Linked DNA regions of Mus musculus: region 1 is linked to region 2. Evidence: chromatin contacts called from public HiCAR-type data. All regions are on one chromosome and are shown on one strand. The core of a region is the stretch at or near the end of the contact, and the rest is flanking DNA. Distances in the headings are between cores, read along the strand shown. Region 1 overlaps Gm33897 (a long non-coding RNA gene). Region 2 has its middle 16 kb from the start of Gm40747.

Region 1 (5,022 bases), core at 1,994-4,493, 450 kb before region 2:
GACTATGTTATCACAGTAACTCCTAGCTGTGAGCAGTAACTCCTAGCTATGATCGTGACACCAATTTGAGAATCTGGTCCCCGTTGAGTCTTTTCAGCTTTCAATTTTCTTAAAGACGACTTTGTTTTACACTTAATTTTTTTTATAATCACATTAAACATTCACAGCATTTGAATTCAAAATGAAAACAAACTATAGTCAGACTCTGGTTTCTAATTCTATCTCTTCTCCCCCACTTCCTCACATCCCCATAAATAAACTTTCCCTACAGTATTTTTATTTAAAACATTTATATTCTGATTACTTCTTTTCTTAGATGCAGATTGGCATATCAGATATATTTTTTCCACCATAATTTTTTAACCAGATACATTTTTCCATCATATTTTTTAACCAAACAATAAATCCCAGACATCTTTGCATACACTTACTAGTTATTTGTTTTTCTTCCTAGCTCCAGTGAGTATTTTTGGACCATCAGCAGGGCAGCTACTGGAAGGAAACATGAAAGATATTTTTTTTATTTTTTATTTTTTAAAGAAGATTGGAACTCTGTAGTAAACCTTCTTAAAATGAGTCACCAAGTTCACAGCCTGCCAGCCTCACGCTGGGGAAACTTCGAGTAGGTGGCTACACTTTGGAGAGGTGTGCGCAGTGTACAATCTCACCAGGCAAAACGCTTCGTTACTACAATTTTTCCTTTGCTTTGCATTTTAGGAAAGTAATGTTCCTTCCTATTTTAGCAGCACCATTTGCATTCCTATTATTCACACTGAGCTGTTATTTCCACTTTTATCTTCCCTTTGTTACTTGGTTTGTGCTCCTCCTCCAGGTCTTCACCTTGCCTTTTTTTCAGGTCCTTAAACCTTGTCCTACCGGAAAGGTGGAATAGCGCTGTGGACTTATGAGCCACACTGCTGGGGGGGGGGGGGGGAGTAATGATAGAGGTTCCCTTGAACCATTGCCAGCAATGCTGAGAGCATCCCACACACATTTGCTATGGAAACACCTTTATGACTAATGGGCTCTCAAAAGAAAGCGTTTGAAAACTGAAGCTAGAAGAGCTTTCTTTTTTTTTTCTTTTTTTCTTTTTTCTTTCCTTTTTCTTTCTTTCTTTCTTTCCCTCAAAATTGCTAGTTTCTGTATTATTCTGTATTATTATTCTGTATTATTCTGGATCATTTGTTTGTAAAGTGGATTCCTACAGCATAAGCTCTACATGTGTGTGCGTCACGAAAACCCGGTCTGCCCCCTCACCCGGTGCTTTAATTCCAAGAACCCTGTTCTCTGCTGTTATGTGTTTATGAGTTTGGGGTTTCAGGCTGAGTAAAGTTCTTTTCCTCAAAATGAAAGGTAAAACATTTCTTTCTCTTTTCTCTCCTTCTTTTGAGACAGGGTCCCAGGTAGCTCAGGGTACTCTCAGATTCACTACACAGCTGAGGATGGCTTTGAACTTCTAACCCTCTTGCTTCAACCTCCTAGTGCTGGGATTTCAGAGGTACCCATGCCAGATGGATACAGTCCTGGAGAACTAACCCAAGAGTTTGTGTATACTATCCTAGCACTCTACAGGCTAAGGTGCATCCCGATCCCCAAAGCACAGACATTTAAAATCATGCATGATTTGGAGGCTGTCAGATCATGAATTCATACCACATCACGTCTCCCTTTCAGTCGGCACTAGTGAATTACAAACTATGCAGATGCAGCAGGCCTGAAGGAGCCTTAGGTCAAGCTAGTGCCCTGTTCTACAAAGACGATCTCATGACGACTACCACCACCACCTCTATGCCCCCTGCACAGGTTCCACCTTCTCTGGGAAGATTTCCTGGCACATCTTCTATCTGGAGAGAGCTGGTCATTTCCTCCCTTGTGTGTTTATGAAGTCAAGACCATCTCCAAGACAAACGATGTGCTCTGATTATTTGTTCCATGCCTGGCACCATGTCTGAAAAGTATTGGCTTTGCCCCATACATCATTGTTAGTTAAATGACTCAGAGTAAATAGGCATTGGATTGACCTGTCTGGTAAAAAGAGGAGACTATGCACTACCTGCATGTGTGGTGTGTTTAAGTATCTATATTTGCATTTTTTTTTCTGTTTCATCTCTGAAAGAAACTATGGGCTTTTACAGAGCTTTGAATCTTGAACACTACCATATACATATGGTGGGTACCTGAACAGACAGTTATTTTGTTTTTGTTTTTAATATGAAGGGTCTACAGTGGCCTTTGCAGTTCTCTTCTTTGAACAACTCAGTCTTCAAGACTTCGACAAACATCTCCAGAATCTTTTTTTTTTTTTTAAGCATCTGCTAGGACTTAGTGCTGATGCCTCAGTGTGGACCACGTCTACCCAGACTTATTTCTATCCTAAGAATCTACTCTCCACTTGCTATATCATACCCCTCTCTATGGGTGAGAACTGACCTGCCTTGGAGACATGCCTACACACCCTAAGAGCCAAAGATGCTTCTGGAGAGAGGACAGGTCACCTGCCTGGTTGGTTGTAAGGATGCTAGAACTGAAACTCACGCCCTCTGAGAAAGCAGCGAGTGCTGGCTCCTAGGTAGCAAAATAGAGGGACTTTTGCAACTCATTGAAGAAAAAAAAAAGTGAATGCTTTGGTTTTACGAGACCTACAGAAATCATTCTTAATCTCCCTACCCATTCCAGATCTCAGACACAAGGAACTAATATTAGATTTGGCTCCCTGAGAGTGGGAGCAAGATTTTACTCCTTATCAAGGGTATATATCCTTGGAAGAGATACACTGTCGACAGAGCTCATTGAAAAGCTTATGAATGTATAGCCTAAAAGCCATTCCCAGGCTGCTCAGCTTCGCCCTTTGAAGAGGACAGTCAGCTCTCAGAAATCTCAGTATCTGGGGAGGTCCGTCACTTCACTTACATTTACTGCTTTTGAGGACTGGACTGTTTGCACACCTGGCCCCAGTCTCCCCTCATCTCTTTACCTAACCCCACAGGTCCACAAAGCAGCTGCCTTCTATGCAAAAAGCTTGTGACTTTTCCTTTGTCTGTTTTTGAACATTTTGCAATTCACAAAACTCCAAGGAACGTCTTACTCTCTCAAAAACATCCCCCAAGGATTTCAACAAGAGGCTGAGAGGGACAAAGAAGGTGGCTGAGTGACCCATTTCCTGGGTCTCACGGAGCTGAGCTGCACCTTCTTGGGAGGAGCTCAGCTGTGGCAGGCAGTGGGGGGTTGTTATCTACCACATCACAGCTTTCGGGTGTCATGGGTGCACAGCTGACCTCCCAGCTGGAGCCAGCACCTCAGTTCCCAGGCTAGTGTTTACCTTCTTCTCTTCCATTTTCAAGACAGAACTCTGTGCTCTATAAAACTTGCACACACCCAGGGAGGGAACGGGGTCAAGCTAATGTCTCCTTGTTTGCACTTTATCATGGAAAATAAAAACCTCTTCAATCGGGTTTATAGACCACACTCTTGTCCCCAAGCCTGATCTGTGGAGTCCCCAGCCTAACGATTGGTACTAACGATGGAGTTTCCTCCTCCGTAGATGACAGGTATCCTGAGGAGGCAAAAGCTACTGAGGAAACTTCTGTTTAAAATGCCTGCTACTCAGAATGTAGACCAGAAAGAGGAGAGAAGGCGCCTGCTGGGGAAGAAGGGGCAGAGAGGACTCCGCCCCTAAGACTGAGTATGCTTAGTAATAAACCATTTGGGACCAGCAGTGCAACTGTCTGTCAACTGCTGTTGAAACCTGAAAACAGAGTCCTTTTCTTTAAGAATGTAGCGCCCTCCCCCCCCCCAACCCCGCCCCCTAAAGTAGTCCACTCTCCAGTGGCTACTCTCCAGATATCCAAGACTATTTGGACAGCACAAATTGGTCCTGATAGATAAAATTAAAAAAAAAAAAAAAAGTGTCCGTGGGTAGGGAATTGAGGACTGGTCTGAAAAGAGATAGGAGACCAGGCAAATAAGATCAAAACGCATTTCGAGAAACACTCGAAGAATTAATGAATTACCCTTCAAGCTATGCAAGCTGCTGGCTGTTACTGAACGGCCTGGCTTAGCTGACTCCCGTAGGCTGAGCCTGGAATTTTAGAATAAAGCATAAATGAGTTTGAGACCTAGATCTGCTGCTCTTCCTAGAAGGACCTTCATGCATGTGCCTGCCCCTTTCTTAACCTGCTTCCGTTCTGTAAAAGGAGTTTTGTGAAACTTAAATGAGAAGGTGCTCTATCTATCACCCGGGCTAGTAATCAGACTGAGCGGCTATAAATGAAACAGACCCAACTAAAACTGCCTGCGACAAAGAAATGGCTGCTACGGGTTAGGCGCAAACGCCAGAAACAAGTTGAATTTAGCCGCATGCGGATCTGGGACTTTAAATGTAGTCTCAAGACTGGATGCTCACCCTGTGTGTTCTGGCTCCCGTCTTTTACCTTGTGGCTCTGTTTTGTTGTTTCGCCTCATTCTTCAACAGGTTCCAAAACAATCCTAGCAGACATTCTCAAAGATGTAAAACCTGCCTCTCATCAAAGCTCCCTGTGGATGGATCCAGCCCTGAGTCTCTCACTATGGACAAGAAAGAACTGGGGAGCGCATGAGCAAGAGGCCCGGATATGGAGAGAGCATCCTGGGACTAGAGCCCAGCCGAAGCCACAGAAAGTGGGACACGAGCACTTCCCACAAGAAGACATAACCTGATACCCTCTTTCTTTTCTTCTCTTCTCTTCTTTTCAGAAAGTGGCTATGTGTCTAAGCAGATATCCATGCAATCCAATATTATCTCATCTTTTCTAAAAGAGAATGGAGAACCTTTCCTTAGCCTTCTTTAAAGGACCAGAGACAGCAATGTCCAAACCATAGTGTCTGGTGATACTGAGTTTTAAGAGTAACTTTTACTATACAGACTAGAGTAAAATACTGTTGTTCCTCCGGTCACACTAAAGACAACTTGTGGGCTGGCTCTTCTTGTTTGCCTGTGTGGTTTTGACAGATAGGAATTTGTTCTCATTGGCCTGAACCATGTAA
Region 2 (4,704 bases), core at 1,541-4,040:
CAGGACCTCTGGAAGAGCAGTCAGTGCTCTTACCCACTGAGCCATCTCTCCACACCCCATTATTCTCTTCTTAACTGTCTTACAACTATCACTCCACCTGAGCAGAGATTTTAAGAATAAGTACTAGCCGGGCAGTGGTGGCGCATGCCTTTAATCCCAGCACTTGGGAGGCAGAGGCAGGTGGATTTCTGAGTTGGAGGCCAGCCTGGTCTACAAAATTGAGTTCCAGGACAGCCAAGGCTACACAGAGAAACCCTGTCTAAAAAAGAAGAAGAAGAAGAAGAAGAAGAAGAAGAAGAAGAAGAAGAAGAAGAAGAAGGAGGAGGAGGAGGAGGAGGAGGAGGAGGAGGAGGAGGAGGAGGAGGAGGAGGAGGAGGAGAAGAGGAATAAGAAGAGGAATAAGAAGAAGAGGAATAAGAAGAAGAGGAAGAAGAAGAAGAGGAAGAAGAAGAGGAAGAAGAAGAAGAAGAAGAAGAAGAAGAAGAAGAAGAAGAAGAAGAAGAAGAAGAAGAAGAAGAAGAAGAAGAAGAAGAAGAAGAAGAAGAAGAAGAAGAAGAAGAAGAAGAAGAAGAAGAAGTAAGTACTATGCCCTCCAACCTCCTCTGCTTGGCAGAAATACCCTTCAGTGAATAAATAACCTTCAGTCTTGGTAGAGAATAAATGCTTTGTAAAAGGACACCAATAACATATCAGAAAGAAATAAGGCTTAAAAAGAAGTGATTAGGGAAATGTTTATTTTTAGGTGAAAAGTTCCAAGATTCTGCCATTCAGTCTGAGATGTATAATTCTTTAGGATTTTGGGACGTGCTGACTAAGTGCATGTAAGTGGTCCAAGCTCTTAGATTAGTAGTTGTAAAGCTAAGGGCAGAACTAGATCATCAACAATGCCGCCTTCAGCCTTCTGAATTATGGCATTAAAGCTAAAGACTTCACATTGCAAATCTCCTGCCTGGGAATGAAGTCTCCAGACACTGCTCATACTTGACTCCCATCTTTGACATCTTATGATCCACTAGAACATGCCAGCTTCTCATTCATGGTTATCAGATATCTGAACACTGCTCAAGGGCTAGAGTGGAATCCCTTGGGTGTTTGGCTTTCTGGACACAGAAGCTGCTAAAATGATCAATGTGAATTCTTCATTCAGGTTTGGGATTAGCTCTAGAGAACCCTCCTGAGATAAGTGCCATCCTCACGGCCTTCTACAGTTTCAACGGCTTTCACTGTGTGTGATGATACCCTTCGCTCTCTTTCATCGTTTTCTTCCTACTCGATCATCCAAAAACATGCAAAGGTAATTTTGAAATTTTAAAACATCTCCTGGGGGCCTAGGATTAGAATGGTTTCATATTCTGTATTCAAAAGGACAGAGGTAGGTGGCAGTTGCTGTTGAGCGAATATCAAGAAATGGCAGCTATAATGTTAGATGCAGTTCAGTCCTACAGCTTAACCTAACTGAATCTTTGGTCTTGAAAAGTTTCCAGGCCATTCTGGGTTTCTGCTTTCTGGAGCTGTCTTTGTGTTTTGGAGAGTGGTTGGAAGAATAGAGAGCAAAGCGAAAACTATGTCCTTCTACTCAAAGAGCTGGTAGGGGCAGGTTTGCTTAAACATCAAGTATAGTTTTACCAGGTTTAAGATGAAATACCGGCTGCATGCAATGCTCAGGTTTTTCTTATTCCTTGTGGTCGAAGTTGTTAGAAGTGGGATATTAACTGCACCAAAACCACTTTCACTTCTAGATAAAATACCAACAGAAATGTAGAGCCAAGAAAAGGTCAAGTTTCATTTTAGTCATTGTCTGGAAAAAAAAATCACTATTAATGGTCAAAAGAGTTGTTCTAAAATTTGAGCTGACACCACATCTCCTCCAGAGTATGTGACACAGTGGTCTGGGCCTTAACCTCGGGGTCTCTGATTCAGTAAGACTGCAGTGGGGCTCGAGGATTCACGTCTCTAATAAATGTACAGGTGACACGGATACTATGGGCCTGAGAAACCTCACTTTGAGAGCTTCACTCTTTGGATACCATGGGGGAAAGACCATGATGGCTTTTCTTGTTCAGTTTGATGTCGGCAGCCAAAGTGCTTTTAGCGGAGAAATATCCAATTTGCAATCAAAGTCTGCATCAGACCCCTGACCTACCTGTCTATCTCCTAGTTTGCCTGCTCTGGGGAAGCTGCTCCGGGAGATACTGTTTCAATCAATTATAAGTAAGTGCAATGTATTCATGGCTATCTTAGAGGAAATGGCCTTGAAATCAGACTCTCCCTGGCAAACTTCATTAAAGAGAACAGAGAACTTTTATGTGATTTTTTTTTCCTCTAGCTGGTATACTGACAGAAACCTTAGCTTTTATTCTCATCCAATGGTGGTATCTAAGAAGCAACCCCCACAAACTCCGCATGGATTCAGGTAGTGATGTTAATTAGGTTGAGTCACAAAGCTGAGGTGAAGCTAAACTGGATGATTTGTGCATCACAAGAAAATGAGCTATGCTCCCTGAATGCCTATTTTCTCTAGCATATCATAATAGAAGTGTGCATCTCACATACAGGGTCCTGCCTAGGTCTGTTCTTTACTATAGAAGCAATGAATAAATGAATAAAAATATGTGCATGCCAATGTCTGGTATGGTTTGTCACATGAGCCAAATAAAACTGCTGAGGTAAGGTCTATACCATAGCTGGCCAAACCTCAACTTCTGTGTTTTGCACAGCTGTCAACACTTTGTGAGGGAAGCACCAGTTGTGGCAACTACTCAGGCCACAGAAACATTTCCAGTGGCTGCATCGAATGCTTGTAGCAAGGTTCAGTCTTCCTGGTAACAGAGGAGACAAGACCAATCAGAACAAAGCGTCTCCCTGAGACAGTGACTGGGGCAAGAGGAAGTCAGGTGACTTAGGCAGAGTCACTAAATCTCCTCTGTGATATTTAAGCCAGTGATTGCAGGAGATGCCATTCCCCTTCCGTTGTCCTTACTTTACACACTGAGTGTTAACACAATCAGGTACCAATTAGGTAGCAAATCAGTAACAGATATATTGATACGAAAGAGAAGAGTTGAGGAAATGAGCGAAGATGGCGAAAAATGATAAGTGTGATTAGAGACAAACCCCTCTGTCTATTTCCTGGATCTAGAGTGAAGCTTCCAGACACCCTTGTCATTTAATCTGAGCCCACAACAGAATCACAGTCTGAATCATATGAACAAAGCTGAGTACTGTGTTAGGTCTCACCCACTAGAAACCCTTTATACTTGAGCTTCCAGACTTTTTCTTTTCCCATGCTTTCTGGGCTTGCTGTCAACACATATGGGAATCTTTAAAGCTATGAATTGAAGACCCCAGAACCCCGCTGCCCCCAATGGAAGAAACCTACATTTTCATTTCAAGGGACCCTGTCAACTGATCCAGACTACTCATCTTACACTTCCCATCAGCTAAAAACAATTGTCTACCATGCATAGTCATTAAGTATTTTAAATTCTATTTGTTACACCAGTCAGAATTGTCCTAATAAAGAAATTATTTAGCGTGCAAATACCACTGAAAGTACAGTGCTCTAAGCTACCCTCTAAGAGCTGGGGTCAGAGGAAAACAGAAGCGGCTTGAAGACTGATCCCTGCAGCACTTTGATATTTAAAATCTAGGAATGAGAAAAGAAACTAGCAAAGGAGTCCCAGAAGAAACATCTATGTGTAAAAAGGAGAAATAAAGAAAGCTTCGATGTTAAAACAACAAAAATAGAAGTCCCGGAGAAGAGATAACCACTGTGCTCTACACAGTGCTGCAGGGTCCTTTGGTTCTGGGTTGCAGTTTTCAATTCTGAGATGCTTCCGTGTTCTACCTACAAGTATCCTGTTCTCTTAAAATTATGTGAGTTGGACGGTTAATGTGGACCAAGAACTCTTGATTGTGGTAGGATTCCTCTCACATGGTCTCCAGCAACTCCTGCTCCCTAGCCTTCATGTCCTTGATAATCTTCCCCCTCTCCCTTGACTGTGCACTGAAATCACTGCTGTATTTCTAATACACTGTGGCAGAAGTGACACAATGTCTCCAAAGTTGGATTAAGAAAGCATCACCACTCTCACTATGAGTACAGCTCTAACACTCTCTATTGGGTCATTCATTCTGGAGTAAGGCATGGCTGTGATACAAGCAAGCTTTGCGTAGAGGCTTCTGTGATACTGGACCTAGATTTGTCAAGAACATATAAGTAATCTTCAAATGGATCTATCATCATCCCAGTTGTTCCTTTGAAAGAGATCTCATCCACAGCCCACAACTTGATGAAAGACATTAAACTAAAATAACCAACTATGTCATATGCAGTTTCTTGATATGTACAAAGAGTGATACGATTTTAATTTTAGTCTCAAATTTACTAGGTAATTTGTTATTCAAGAATAGGTAAGGAATGCCTTAGCTAATACGCTTTTCATGGATAGAGATAAACCTTTCCATTGACTATGCCTGAGGAATAAATACCATGGGAATGCTCACTTGTTTGTTCTAGCCACTCAACCAATATTTTCAAACATTTATTTTAAATTGAATTGTTCTAGACATTGGAAATACCTAGGAAAATGATATAAATTAGTTGTGCGTTAAAAAAAAAAGAATTTTAAAGTTAAGGATAATCCTATAGGGAAAATAAAGATAACTGTGTGGCAGAAAATTGGGCCCTTCTTTTGGGTGGTC

Evidence for each region. HiCAR-type assays count read pairs that join an accessible place to other places.
Region 1: a HiCAR-type map of Th17 cells shows a contact between it and region 2, with 3 times the contacts expected there. The contact joins two enhancer-like sites. A contact is called at or near these places in 5 of 115 datasets of contacts at active chromatin or transcription factors (Th17 cells, astrocytes, effector CD8 T cells and 1 more).

What each region holds. Positions count from the first base shown.
Region 1 is chr10:96,723,257-96,728,278 of GRCm38.p6, reverse strand. Gm33897 (a long non-coding RNA gene) reads right to left here. Exons shown (of 3, transcript XR_871979.1): 3 at 355-492. Among named protein-coding and RNA genes, the nearest start is that of Gm33897, 10 kb to the right of the region's middle. Within about 2 kb of position 3,243, at least 77 of the 459 cell types and tissues checked have an H3K27ac peak or open chromatin away from gene starts, as enhancers often do. A contact at or near this core is called in Th17 cells and effector CD8 T cells, where this site is marked.
Region 2 is chr10:96,272,272-96,276,975 of GRCm38.p6, reverse strand. No RefSeq gene overlaps it. Among named protein-coding and RNA genes, the nearest start is that of Gm40747, 16 kb to the right of the region's middle. Within about 2 kb of position 2,790, at least 111 of the 459 cell types and tissues checked have an H3K27ac peak or open chromatin away from gene starts, as enhancers often do. A contact at or near this core is called in Th17 cells and effector CD8 T cells, where this site is marked.